Regions from separate parts of the Sus scrofa genome. Here all the other regions are linked to region 2. Evidence: chromatin contacts called from public Hi-C and HiChIP or PLAC-seq data. All regions are on one chromosome and are shown on one strand. Each heading gives the region's core, a stretch centred on a gene start, on an enhancer-like site or on the middle of the called end of the contact. The rest is flanking DNA. Distances are from core to core; before and after follow the strand shown.

Region 1 (4,222 bases), core at 206-2,705, 340 kb after region 2:
CGTTCCCGCTGCGCCACAAATGGAACTCCATACCATGATTTTTTATAGCTATTTAATATTTCTCAAATGCGCATGGATCAATGCATTTAACCAGTTTCTCATTTTGGAATAACTAGTTTGATTCGTATTTTCCTCTGTGATAATGTTGCTGAGATGTACATTTTTGAGGCTAAATCTTTCCATAATCATTTTATTTTATATATATATATATACATATACATATATATATGTATATGTATATATATATATTTTTTTTTTTTGGTCTTTTGGTCTTTTTTAGGGCCACAGCAGCAGCATATGGAGGTTCCCAGGCTAAAGGTCCAATTGGAGCTTTAGCCACTGGCCTTCACCAGAGCCATAGCAATGTGCCATCCCAGCCCAGTCTGCCACGTACATGGCAGCTTATTGCAAGGCAGGATCCTTAACCCACTGAGCAAGGCCAGGGGTCAACCCGCATCCCAGTGGATGCTAGTCGGGTTTGCTAACCGCTGAGCCACGATGGGAACTCCTTTATTATAAATTCTAAAACTGGAAATACTGAGTCTAATCTATATTTTAAAGGCTTTTGATGCATATTTGCCAACAGACCTCAGGGTAGATGATTCCAATTTGCAGTTCTATCTGCAATATAGGGACGGGCTTCACCTCACCCCCACTAAGTCATTAAAAGAAATTCGCACACATACACACACACGCAAAAGCCAAATTTAAAAAAGAAAGAAAAAAAATACAAAGACTACCGATCTGGGATCGTCAGTACCTATTAAATGGAATTGCATTAAAGATCCCTTAATTCCACCATTCGCTGTCTACCATGGACAGACAGTCCTTTTGCATGAAGAGACCTCTATATAATTCAGCATTTATGTAATACTAAAAACGAACATAAGGTTCCCCAACCGGGAAATGGCTAAATTAGCCTGCATCTGCACACGTGGAATGTTCTGCAGTGTTAAGGGGAAGAAGGCAGGACCGTATGTGTTAACGCCGCCGAGGAGAAATGGAAGATCCCACAGCATCTTCATCTGGGAGCGTGGCTGCTGTTGGGGTTTCTGCCTTTTTGTTTTGTTTTTTTGCCGCGCCATCCTGCGTAAGTGCCTGGGCCAGAGATAGAACCTGCACCGCAGCAGCGACTCAGCCAGATCCTTAATCCACTGAGCGATCTTCATCTGCTTTTCCGACGTGCTCGGCTTTGCGCCTGGCGGGATTCTTAAGCAAACGGTGGGTGTGTACGAAGGGCTAAGAGCCAGGGTGGCGTCTTAGCCAGACCCTAACTGGCCCACCGGCTCTGGCCTAGGGGCCGGACCTCCTCAGCCTCGGAGTCCGCACCAGCCCTCCCGCGGCGAGCCCAGCTCCCGCCCTGCAGTTTTCACCAAGGCGTGCCGGGAGGCCGGACTCTTCGTGGCCCGGCCCCTGGGCGCCGGGACAAGTTTCCGGAGGCCACTCTCAGCAGCGCATCAACCGGAAACGTCTGTGTTGTGGCGGAAGGAGATGCTTTCTGGGAGCAGCCGGTGCTGAAAGAAGCGTGGCGGGCAAAGATGATTCAGGCGATTCTGGTTTTCAATAACCACGGGAAACCGCGGCTGGTCCGCTTCTACCAGCGTTTCGTGAGTGCGGCCTAGCTTCGTCACGACCCTTTGGGGCGCCTGCACCCCCCTCCCTCCCTTTGGCCTGTGCGAAGCGCGCGGGAAAATGCCCGCAGACCTTTTCGGGCTCCTGTGCCATGGGTGACCCCCAGACTCAACCTGCCTCGGCCCCGCTACCCCCGTTCTTTCCTACCCCTTCCAGGACCCCAGCATTTCTGTGCCGTTTTGTGACACTTCTCCAGTGTCTCAAGTGGTGGTTAACAGCTTAAATGGTTGAGGTCGCTTTCACCTTATCGGTTGTCGAGGTGAAACTCACCTCGCAGTTTCACCAGGGAGAAATACGCAGCTTTTTAAAATGGTTTCGCTTTAGCCAGAGGATTTAGAAAAGTGCTTTCTTGGAATTATTTTGCTTCAGTGGAGGCTGGGACTGCCTAGGGACTAGATACCTTTCACTCTGTAGAGTTCAAAGTCAGTTTGGAAAGTGAGAAATGATGAGAAATTATAAATGCAGCCGCGTGAGGGCTCAGTACCTGATGATGTGAATTTGAGTTTTCCAAAAACGTTTCTTTGGGAAGAATAAACGTCATTATTTGCTTCCTGTCCCCCGACGTTTTATTTCTTAAGAGCTAGGTTAAAAATGTAATTGGTGGGTTGGTGAAACCTAGAGGAGAAGTGAGAAAACTTATGTTCAGGTCAAGTTGATAAATCTCTTTCAGATTTTATTTCCTCTTTTGTCAAATAGAAATGAAAAAAATTTTTTTACCTTTTTCATATAATTTTTAGCTAGATTACATTTTATTAAATAATTATATCGGTTTTATGTTAGCATTTAATAACACTTCAATTTGTATTTGCATGTGTGTGTGTGAATTTTTCTGTCAGGGTTTTGCTTTGTTTTGTTTATGACTGTACCAGAGGCATATGGAAACTTCTGGGCGAGGGATTGAATTTGAGCTGCACCTGCCTCAACACCAGATCTTAAAACTCTATTGCATAGGGCTGGGGATCAAACAGGCACCTCCAGAGCAACCCGAACCACTGCAACAGGGTTGTTAACCTATTGCACCACAGCAGGAACTCCCTCCATCAGGTTTTTTAAGGTGTTACTGAGATCTAAGTTACATACTATACATTTCACCTTTAAAAAATATGCAGTGGAATGGCTTTTAGTACTTCACAGAATTATGCAACTATCACCACAATTTTAGGACATTTTCATTATCCAGAAGAGGAACTTCTACCCATTAGCAATCATTCCATATTTCCCCATCAACAACCCCAGCCCTTGGCAACCACTAACCTACTTTCTGTCTCTCTAAATTTGCTTATTCTGGACATTTCATATAACTGGAATCAATATAATATGTGGTCTCTTCTGACTGCCTTTTTTCACTTAGCATGTTTTCAGGGTTCATCCACGTTGTAGCATGTATCGGTTTTTCATTCCTTTTTATTGACATTGTGTGGATGTACCACATTTTAATTGTTATTCATCAGTTGATGTTTTACTTATGGCTCTTGTGAATAATGGTGCTGTGAACATTCATGTACAGGTGTTTGTGGGAGCATATATTTTCATTTCTCTTAGGAGTAGCATTGCTGAGTCACATAATAACCTTATAGTGAACATTTGGAGGAACTTGGCAAACTTTTACAAAGTGGCCGCACTGTTTTACATTCTCATTAACAGTATGAGCTGCAGTTTTTCCACCTCCCTGAAAACATTTCCTATTATCTTTTAAATTAAAGACATTTTAGTGGTGCAAACTGGATTCTCCTTTTTTTTTTTTTTTTCCCCTGTCTCTTCTAAGGCCACACCCACAGCATATGAAGGTTCCCAGGCTAGGGGTCTAATCCGAGCTGTAGCTGCCAGCCTACACCAGAGCCACAGAAATGCCAGATCCGAGCCATGTCTGCAACCTACACCACAGCTCATGGCAATGCCAGATCCTTAACCCAGTGAATGAGGCCAGGGATTGAACCTGAAACATGGTTCCTAGTCGAATTCGTTAACCACTGAGCCACAATGGGAACTCCTTTTGGTTTTAATTTTTTTTTTCCTGGTGACTAATAATGTTGAGCATCTTTCCATGTCTTTATTGACCATTTGTGTATCTTCTTTGGAGAGCATAGGATTTTTCTAAGAACTAAATTAGCTTCTGAGTGAAAATTACCTTGCAAACTGCAGAGTACTGAAAGATATGAAGGATTATTAAAATAATTGAGACATGTAAGCTATTGATAGTTTACCATTTCGTTAAATTGGATATTAGGTATTCTCACCATTTCATACCATTTACCCACTGTCTACTGCTATTTCCCCAAAGAGTCAGATGAAACGCTTTCGTGTAAAAGATGTTTGTGTAAAAAAGTGCTGATGCTTAGCATGTTTTCTATTTCTGAGTACCCAGAGTTAATCCTTTACAGCATGCTGGCGTCTGCGAGCTTTGTGAATTCTTTAAATGGGAACCAGAAGATAGCAATTCATTTACTCAAACTTACAGTGATACGATTACCAAGTTTTCATTCATCCATTCAGTAAATACAGAGGGCCTCTGTACGCCCACGTTAAGTCGAATTTATGAAAAGTAATTTCTCCACAACGACACTTTCCCTGTTTTTTCCCCTCTGTTTCT
Region 2 (4,135 bases), core at 491-2,990:
CAGCTCCGATTCAACCTCTAGCCTGGGAACTTCCATATTCCACAGGTGTGGCCCTAAAAAAGAAAAAAGAATTAACTTCACCTCCATCTCCTCCACTCCGTAGTTTGTCATTCCTCACCTTTTGGAACAGTATAGGTTCATTTATTCATGCATATATTCAATAAATACTGAGCACCTATTAACTGTCAAGTACTGTCCTGGGGATTGAGAGGGGACAAGAGCAACAAATCAGCTTCAGTCCATACCTCCTCTGAGCACGCAGTTTTGAATGCAGGGTGGGGTCAGAGGACGGCATGTAGGCTGGAGTGAGGAACACATCAGTGGGGAGGCTTGAAAAGAGCCTCGGACTGAAGCAACCACTTTCTAAAGGCCCGAGTCTAGACAAGTCACCGAACCCCTCTGGGCCTCAGGATTTCCACACCTGTAAAATGGGAACTTACCTTGAAGAACTGTTTTAAGAATCGAAGCTAACTATACACGGTACTCGGCATTCACTGGGCCCTCAGTAAACAGCCTCAGTAGACAGCAAGATTATGGCTATTTCTGGAGAGATGGCACGAGACTGCAACACGTACAGCAGGTGCTCAGTGATAACATCTGAGTGCAAAAGCCCTCCCTGGCACCTTCTGCAGCTCTATACCAAAAAAAACAAACAACCCCATCCAAAAATGGGCAGAAGAAGATCTAAACAGACAGTTCTCCAAAGACATACAGATGGCTGAGAAACACACCGAAAAGATATTCAACATCACTCATTATTAGAGAAATGCAAATCAAAACCACGATGAGGTACCACCTTACACCAGTCAGAAGGGCCATCATCAAAAAGTCTACAAACAATAAGTGCTGGAGAGGGTGTGGAGAAAAAGAAACCTATTACACTGTTGGTGGGAATGTAAATTGGTACAGCCACTGTGAAAAACAGTATGGAGATGCCTCAGAAAACTAAACATAGAACTACCATTTGATCCAGCAATCCCACTCCTGGGCATCTATCCAGAGAAAACCACGACTCGAAAAGACACATGTACTCCGATGCTCACCTTCACTGCAGCACTATTTGCAATAGCCAAGACATGGAAACAACCTAAATGTCCATTGACAGAGGAGTGGATCAAGAAAAGGTGGTACATATACACAATGGAATATTACTCAGCCATTAAAAGGAACGAAATACCGGCATTTTTAGCAACATGGATGGACCTAGAAATTATCAGGCTAAGTGAAGTCAGCCATACAATGAGACACCAACATCAAATGCTTTCACTGACATGTGGAATCTGCAAAAAGAACAGACTGAACTTCTTTGCAGAACAGATGCTGACTCACAGACACAGAAAAACTTATGGTCTCCGGAGGAGACAGTTTGGGGGGTGGGGGGATGTGCTTGGGTTATGGGATGAAAATCCTGTGAAACTGGATTGTTATGATTATTATACAACTACAGATGTGATAAATTCATTTGAGAAATTAAAAAAAAAAAAGCCCTCGCTGGGAAAAGGGGCTGCCGAACGCCTCGGACCACTCAGCGAGTCACGACGTTTCTCGGTCACCCTGGTTCTAGACACATGCCTGATGCCCCTTACCTGACTCCGTCCAAGGCCGCCACCGCTGCCACCCGCTGCAGGTGAGGTGGTTGCACCACGCGACTTCCGCCAAAAGCATAGCGAGGGCGTGGCGTCCTTAACGCATGCGCATCCGGCACGCAGGCGCGCGGCGCGGCGCGGCCCGGCCCGCCCCGCCCATCCCGCCGGCGGGGCCGTGCGGCCTGGGCTCCGCCCCGGAGCGTCCGGCCCCGCCCCGGGCCCCGCCTCCAGCTCGCCAGGAACCGCCTGGAGCCGGGAGCCAGTAGGCTGAACGCGGCTGGGAGCGCCTGGGAGCTTCGAGGTGGGGGCGGGCCCGGGGGCGGAGGCCCCTGGAGCGGTTGCCGCGGGGACCGGACGGTGACGCTGCGGGAGGGCGGAAGTGAGAAAGTTGCCGGGGTCCGGAGAAGAGTTCGCGGAGGTCTGCGCGCAGCGCGGCGATGGGGGGCTCGGGCAGTCGCCTGTCCAAGGAGCTGCTGGCTGAGTACCAGGTGCGCAAGACGCGGGTCCCCAGGAAGTTTGCGCGAGGCTCGGTGTTCGAGAGGCGGGTCCTCGAGCGGCGGCAGATCGGACGCGGCCTCTGGCCTCTAGGCGGCCCGCTGACCCCGTTTCTTGTTTCGCCTTTCAGGACTTGACGTTCCTGACCAAGCAGGAGATTCTCCTGTAAGTGCTGTCTCGAAACTCACTTCTGCGATCCTCTAGAGGCGGCTTCGGGGGCTCGGGTGGGCGTGGGGCTTCTGTTTTAGAGATGCGCAAACTAAGGCCCCGCCATAGGGGATAGGGGGACTGGGGCCTGCCTGAGGTCAACATCTGAGCCGGAACTGGAAACTCGGCCCTGGGCCCTAGTCTGTGCCCTCTTCCTGGCACGCCCTCCCTGCCTGCCCCGGCTGACCCAGCGGTGCACCGCGGAACCACCTCGCAGCCTCCAGCCAAAGTTGGGCGCTCTTTGACCCCGCGCTCCACGGGCTTCTGCATAAGCGCATTTCCTGCCACAGTTCGGCAGGGGCTGTAGTTCAGGGTTGCTTTGCCTACTGACAAAGCCAGGGAGGCTTTGGGGAGCCTGGCTCCTTTACCTCAATAATACAGTAACCGTTAACGCACTTACCATGCACCAGCCTGTGTTAACAGGGTGCCTACGTTACCTAATGTAACCCTCACGAGGGAGGTATGGGGATAGTGAAACAGGTTCAGAGAATTTGGGGAACTCACCTAAGGCTACACTTAGTAAGAGGGTTTGACCTGGGGCTAGACGCCCCCTACCAAGCGGGGGGTGGGGGGAGCACCGTTATGTGACCTGGGCACTTGAGTGAGGAGCTTCCTGGTTTTTCTCCGCAAAAATAATCCCAGTGGGAATGAGGTGGGGCCTAAGGAGGCGATAGCTCAGGATAGCTGCTTTGAGGAGCTGCAGGAGATTCCTGAAATGAGATGAGCATGGGATTTCACTTTAGCTTTTTTCCCTTGTTCTTCAGGGCCAACTTCTAGCTCCTTCCCTGACCTCTCCATCCCTCAGGAAGCCTAGAAACAGGGCCCAGCACAGTGCCTGGGAGACAGCAGGCCCTCAGTTAAAAACCCACTGCAAGAATGGACTCCCAGCCTTTGCTGTCTTGTGATGTATCTCCTTTAGGCTTATCATGCCTGAGACTCAGAGGTTATATGTATGGGGCTCAGCTCCTCACCTGGTTGATAATGGGCAGCAAAGCAAGGAGTGGGGATATAACACAAACAGGAAGACACCCCAACGGCTTCCCCTCCTGCCAGAGCCCACAGGAGGTTTTGTGAGCTGCTTCCCCAGGAGCACCGAGGTGTGGAGGAGTCCCTGCAGGTGCGAGTGTCCTTGGAGCAGATCCTCAGCCTTCCAGAGCTCAAGGTGCCAGCCCCTCAGCCTCCCTCTGCTATTCCTTTTGAGATTGTGCAGCCATTCTAGTCTTTGCTCTGTTCTGGGGGCTAGGGCTCTACCATAATCCTCCAGAGGGATTATCTAGAAGGGTGTTTTGTCAACTGGGGTTCTCAGACCTACTCTTGGAGATTCAGAGTTTCATCCTTTAGGAGGAGATGAATTACCTAATCAAAGCTTGAGAAATTCTAGTCTAGAGGCTGATTGCCTCTCCATAGGGCTGCTCTGAAAATTTCCATGCAAAGGGCCTGGCCTGGTGCCATAACACAGTAAGTGCTCAGTTAAACGATTGTGTTTTACAATAACCAGCCCATCTTGTTCCCTTTGCTTAGGACGATGTCCTCTTCCTTCTCTGCTCCCAGGCCTTCCTTTGGGTTAAGCTCTGACTCCCAAGAAGCTGTCCCTGTCCCTTCCCCAGCTGAGCCATTGGTCCTCCTGGCCTCTGTGCAGCCCCAAAGCGCTGATCGTTCTCCTCCATGAACCTGAAACTGCTCCCCCCAGTTTCCTGATGGGGTTTGAGTGTGACTTGGGCTGCATCCCGCCTGCGGTGTTCATAAGCGGCTTTCTTGCCTAGGCCAACCCCTTTAAGGAACGAATCTGCAAGGTCTTCTCCACATCACCAACCAGAGACAGCCTGAGCTTTGAGGACTTCTTAGAC
Region 3 (4,159 bases), core at 1,215-3,714, 320 kb after region 2:
TAAACCACAGCCACAGCAAAGGCAGATCCAAGCTGCATCTTCGACCCATGCCACAGCTCAGGTTTGACTATAACCTCCCCATTGCTCTCCCTCACCCCCAGCCCCCGCCACCACCCCCGGCAAGGCCCTGGCAGCCACAGTTATACTCTCTGCTTCTATGAGTTTGAATTTTTTTTTTTTGTCTTTTGTCTTTTTTGGGCCGCACCCCTGGCATATGGAGGTCCCCAGGCTAGGGGTCAAATCGGAGCTGTAGCTACTGGTCTATACCACAGCCACAGCAACATGAGATTTGAGCCTCATCTTCGACCTAGACCACAGCTCACACAATGCCAGATTCTTAACCCACTGAGGGAGGCCAGGGATCGAACTCGTGTCCTCATGGATACCAGTTGGGTTCTTTAACCACTGAGCCAGGACAGGAACTCTGAGTTTGAATATTTTAGATTCCTCATGCAGTGTTTGTCTTTCTTTGTCTGGCTTCTTTCACTTCCAAGTTCATCCATGTTGTTGCAAATGGCAGGGTCTCCTTTTTTTTAAGCCTAATACATTTTAAGCCTGATACAATATTCCATTGTATCCATATATCACATTTTCTTCTTCCATTCAACCTTCTTTCATTCATGAGGTTATGTCCATAACCTCATGGACATTAGGTTGCTTCCATATTTTGGCTATTGTGAATAATGCTGCAAGGAACATGGGAATGCAGATTACCCCTTTCTTTCCTTAATTTTTTTCTTTTTGCCTGCATCCACAGCAGGTTGAAGGTCTCAGTCTAGGGATCATCGAAACTGTACCACAGTTGCAGCCTCTGCCATAGCTGTGGCAAAACCAGATTCTTAACCTGCTGTACCACAAGAGAATTTCCTTTTTTTCCCCTGTTTTTTAAGGTTTTATTGTTGTTGATTTATAATGTTGTGATAATTCCTGCTGCACAGCAAAGTGATTCAGCTTTACATATACACATATCCATTCTTTTTCAGATTCGTTTCCCATATTGTAGATATCCTTTTGGTATCACAGATTTCAATTCCTTTGGACATAAACCCAGAAGTGAGACTGCTGGATCATTTGGTGGTTCTATATTTAATTTCTTGAGAAAATTGCATAGTGTTTACCACAGTGGCTGCACCAATTTATATTCCCATCAATGCTGTACAAGAATTCTCCTTTCTCCATATCCTTGCTAACTAACACTTATCTTTTGTCTTTTTTTTTGGCCAGGCCCACGGCATGTGGAAGTTCCCGGGCCAGGGATTGAACCTAGCCTGCTGCAGTGACAAGCCAGATCCTTAACTCACTGTGCCACAAGGGAACTCCTATCTTCTATCTTTTTGATAACCCATTCTAAGAGGTGGGGGGTGATATGTCATTGTGATTTTGGTTTGCATTCCCCTGATGATTGGTGACGCTGAGTAGCTTTTCATATAAATTTTGGGCATGCATATGTCTCCTTTGAAGAAATTTCTTTGCCCCCCCCCCTTATCTGGCTGTATCTGTGGCTTACAAAAGTTCCTGGGCCAAGGGTCCAACTCAAGCTGCTGCAGTGAAAACACTAGATCCTTAACCCACTGGGCCATAAGGAAACTCCATCTTTGCCCTCCTCCCTTTTTTTTTTTTTTTTTTTTTTTTGGTTTTGTTTTTTAGGGCCACACCTACTGCACATCGAGGTTCCCAGGCTAAGGGTTGAATCGGAGCTGTAGCTGCCGGCCTACACCACAGCCACTGCAACTCTGGATCTGAGCGGAGTTCAACCTACACCACAGCTCACGGCAACTCTGGATCCTTAACCCACTGAAAGAGGCCAGGGATGGAACTAGTGTCCTCATGGATACTAGTCAGATTCCTCTCCCCTGCGCCACAACAGTAACTCCCTAGAGTGAGCTTATTAAATCTTTACAACTCCTCTGACACTGACCCCATCTCATAGAGGAGGAGGCACGGGCTCAGAGAGGTTGAAGAACTTGTCCAAGCTCACCTGGCTGGGATTCTAACCATGGTAAGTCGCTGATCTGACATCTCAGCTCAGGCTCCTTTGCTACAGGTCCCCAGAGCTCTTCCCTCAGCCGCTCTGCGACCTCGCGCGTGGGGCGTAAAAAGAGCGACTCTGTGCTTAACCACTGCGCCGTCCCTGAGGGCTGTTCCCATTTTTCCGTTCCTGCTTCCTGGAATCCCATCCTTTCAGAGCTGACCGTACTAGCTCTCTTGGCCTCAATTTCCCTTGCGCGTGTGTGAGGCCTAGGTCTCCCTCTAGGAACAAGGAAGAGGGAGAGAACGAGAAGGGCGTGGCTCCACTCCCCGCCCTATCCCCACCCGCGGCAGAAGGCCAAGGCCGGGTCCCTGCAGGAGCCGGCCTCCCACCAAGCAAAGTCCCGCGGGCAGAAATGGAGCTCGGCCCCTTTAAATCCCGCGCGGGAACGCCCGCAGCCGCGCCGGACCCGGATCTGCGGCTGGGAATTGCCAGTCTCGGCGTGTGCTCCCTGCGCGGCTCCTCGCAGCGCCTTCCGCCCCGCGTGCCGGCTCAGTGCCCCGGGCCGCGAGGGCTCCGCGCCCGTGGGGAGAATGAGCCGCATCTACCACGACAGCGCCCTCCAGAACAAAGCGGTGCAGAGCGCGCGGCTGCCTGGGGCCTGGGACCCCGCCGCCCACCAGGGGTAGGCTCCGCCCGCATCTCCCTCCGCCTCCCGGGCCGGCCTGCGTCGGATCCCTAGGCTCCGCGTCGATCCCGGGCTCCCTGATTGGCAGGGGAAGGGGGGCGCCACCAAGATCGGGTACGGCTGGGAGGAAAGGCGGGGCTCACCGAAGGTCCCCTGGGCTCCAGACCGCTCTTCCCAGTGCTCCCCTCGGAGCGCACCCCTTAAGCCTTAAAACTCACAGAGGGTCGGTCCTGACTCCCAAACAGCGCTCATAAGACGGCGATTGCTTACCAACCTTTGTCTTTATCCCGCGCTGGCATATATCGGCTATAAACTTCACCACTTGCCCCTGCCTTGCCTTTAGGCCTTTTGCACACGGTGCACTCCGCTTCAGTAGGGACTGTGTGGTGCTGTGACCGGAACAGCGGGTGGGAGTTGGCCTGGGAGGGAGGGCCAGGCTTGCCTGGAGGCTTGAGTTGGATCCGGAGGGCCAGGCCCTACCATCACTGGCACGGAGAACAGAGAACGACTAGACCACTCCATTTGCAATTACAAATACAACTGAATGAAGGGATTAGCGGGATAGATAGGGGCGAGTGAGGTACTGGGAGTTTTAACTTTTCAGCCCCATCTCTTCACCTGCCCCACCCCTCTCCCATTTACGTGGTTCCAAAAAGGAAGTCCCCAGGTTCTGCTTTTGTGAGAATTAGGATTGGCAAGCCAGGGTCTGGTTCCCTTTAATGAGGGACTCTGATTTTTTTGTTTTGTTTTTTTGTTTGTTTTTTTAGGGCCTCTCCCACAGCATATGGAAATTCCCAGGCTAGGGGTTGAAGGGAGCTGCAACTGCAGACCTATGCCACAGCTACGGCAATGCCAGATCCTTAACCCATTGAGCAAGGCCAGGGATGGAACCCGAGACCTCAAGGATACTAGCAGGGTTTGTTAAGGCTGAGCCACGATGGGAACTCCTGGGACCCTCTGATCTTGGCCTAGTCACAAACCTTCTGAGTCTGGGTTTCCCCATTTCTAAAGTGGACATGAATGAGAGCGGGAGTGTGAAAGTGCTTTAGAAGTTCTCTTGTGCACAGAGGGTTAAGGACCCTGTGTTGTCACTGCAGCAGCTGTGGTCACTGCTCTGGTGTGGATGCCATCCCTGGCCTTCCATGGGAACTTCCATGTGCCACGAGGGCAGCCAAAAAATAAATTTTTTAAAAAGGAAGTGCTTTTTTTTTTTTTTTGGTCTTTTTGCCATTTCTTGGGCCACTCCTGTGGCATATGGAGGTTCCCAGGCTAGGGGTCTAATCGGAGCTGAGCTGCCAGCCTACGCCAGAGCTACAGCAACGTGGGATCCGAGCCGCGTCTGCGACCCACACCACAGCTCACATGGCAATGCCGGATCGTTAACCCACTGAGCAAGGGCAGGGATCGAACCCACAACCTCATGGTTCCTAGTCGGATTCGTTAACCACTGCGCCACGACGGGAACTCCAGGAAGTGCTTTAAAACACGTGACAAGAGAAGCT

Evidence for each region. A called contact is a pair of places that touch in the nucleus more often than the background predicts. HiChIP or PLAC-seq counts read pairs in DNA pulled down with a chosen protein or histone mark.
Region 1: a contact with region 2 is called in a Hi-C map of embryonic fibroblasts, with 1.9 times the contacts expected there. The contact joins the promoter of AP3S2 here to the promoter of CIB1 in region 2. A contact is called at or near these places in 3 of 47 Hi-C or Micro-C datasets (brain, embryonic fibroblasts and heart right ventricle) and 1 of 2 datasets of contacts at active chromatin or transcription factors (alveolar macrophages).
Region 3: an H3K27ac HiChIP or PLAC-seq map of alveolar macrophages shows a contact between it and region 2. The contact joins the promoter of ARPIN here to the promoter of CIB1 in region 2. A contact is called at or near these places in 1 of 47 Hi-C or Micro-C datasets (heart right ventricle) and 1 of 2 datasets of contacts at active chromatin or transcription factors (alveolar macrophages).

Annotation. Positions count from the first base shown.
Region 1 is chr7:55,459,585-55,463,806 of Sscrofa11.1, reverse strand. It overlaps AP3S2 (adaptor-related protein complex 3, sigma 2 subunit), which reads left to right and starts at 1,455. Exons shown (of 6, transcript NM_001244548.1): 1 at 1,455-1,607. The coding sequence starts at 1,539.
Region 2 is chr7:55,796,271-55,800,405 of Sscrofa11.1, reverse strand. It overlaps CIB1 (calcium and integrin-binding protein 1), which reads left to right and starts at 1,740. Exons shown (of 7, transcript XM_021098979.1): 1 at 1,740-2,074; 2 at 2,212-2,246; 3 at 3,342-3,450; 4 at 4,052-4,135. The coding sequence starts at 2,024. It overlaps GDPGP1 (GDP-D-glucose phosphorylase 1), which reads right to left and starts at 1,714. Exons shown (of 2, transcript XM_003482236.4): 1 at 1,587-1,714.
Region 3 is chr7:55,481,840-55,485,998 of Sscrofa11.1, reverse strand. ARPIN (actin-related protein 2/3 complex inhibitor) reads left to right here and starts at 2,464. Exons shown (of 6, transcript NM_001244544.1): 1 at 2,464-2,654. The coding sequence starts at 2,563.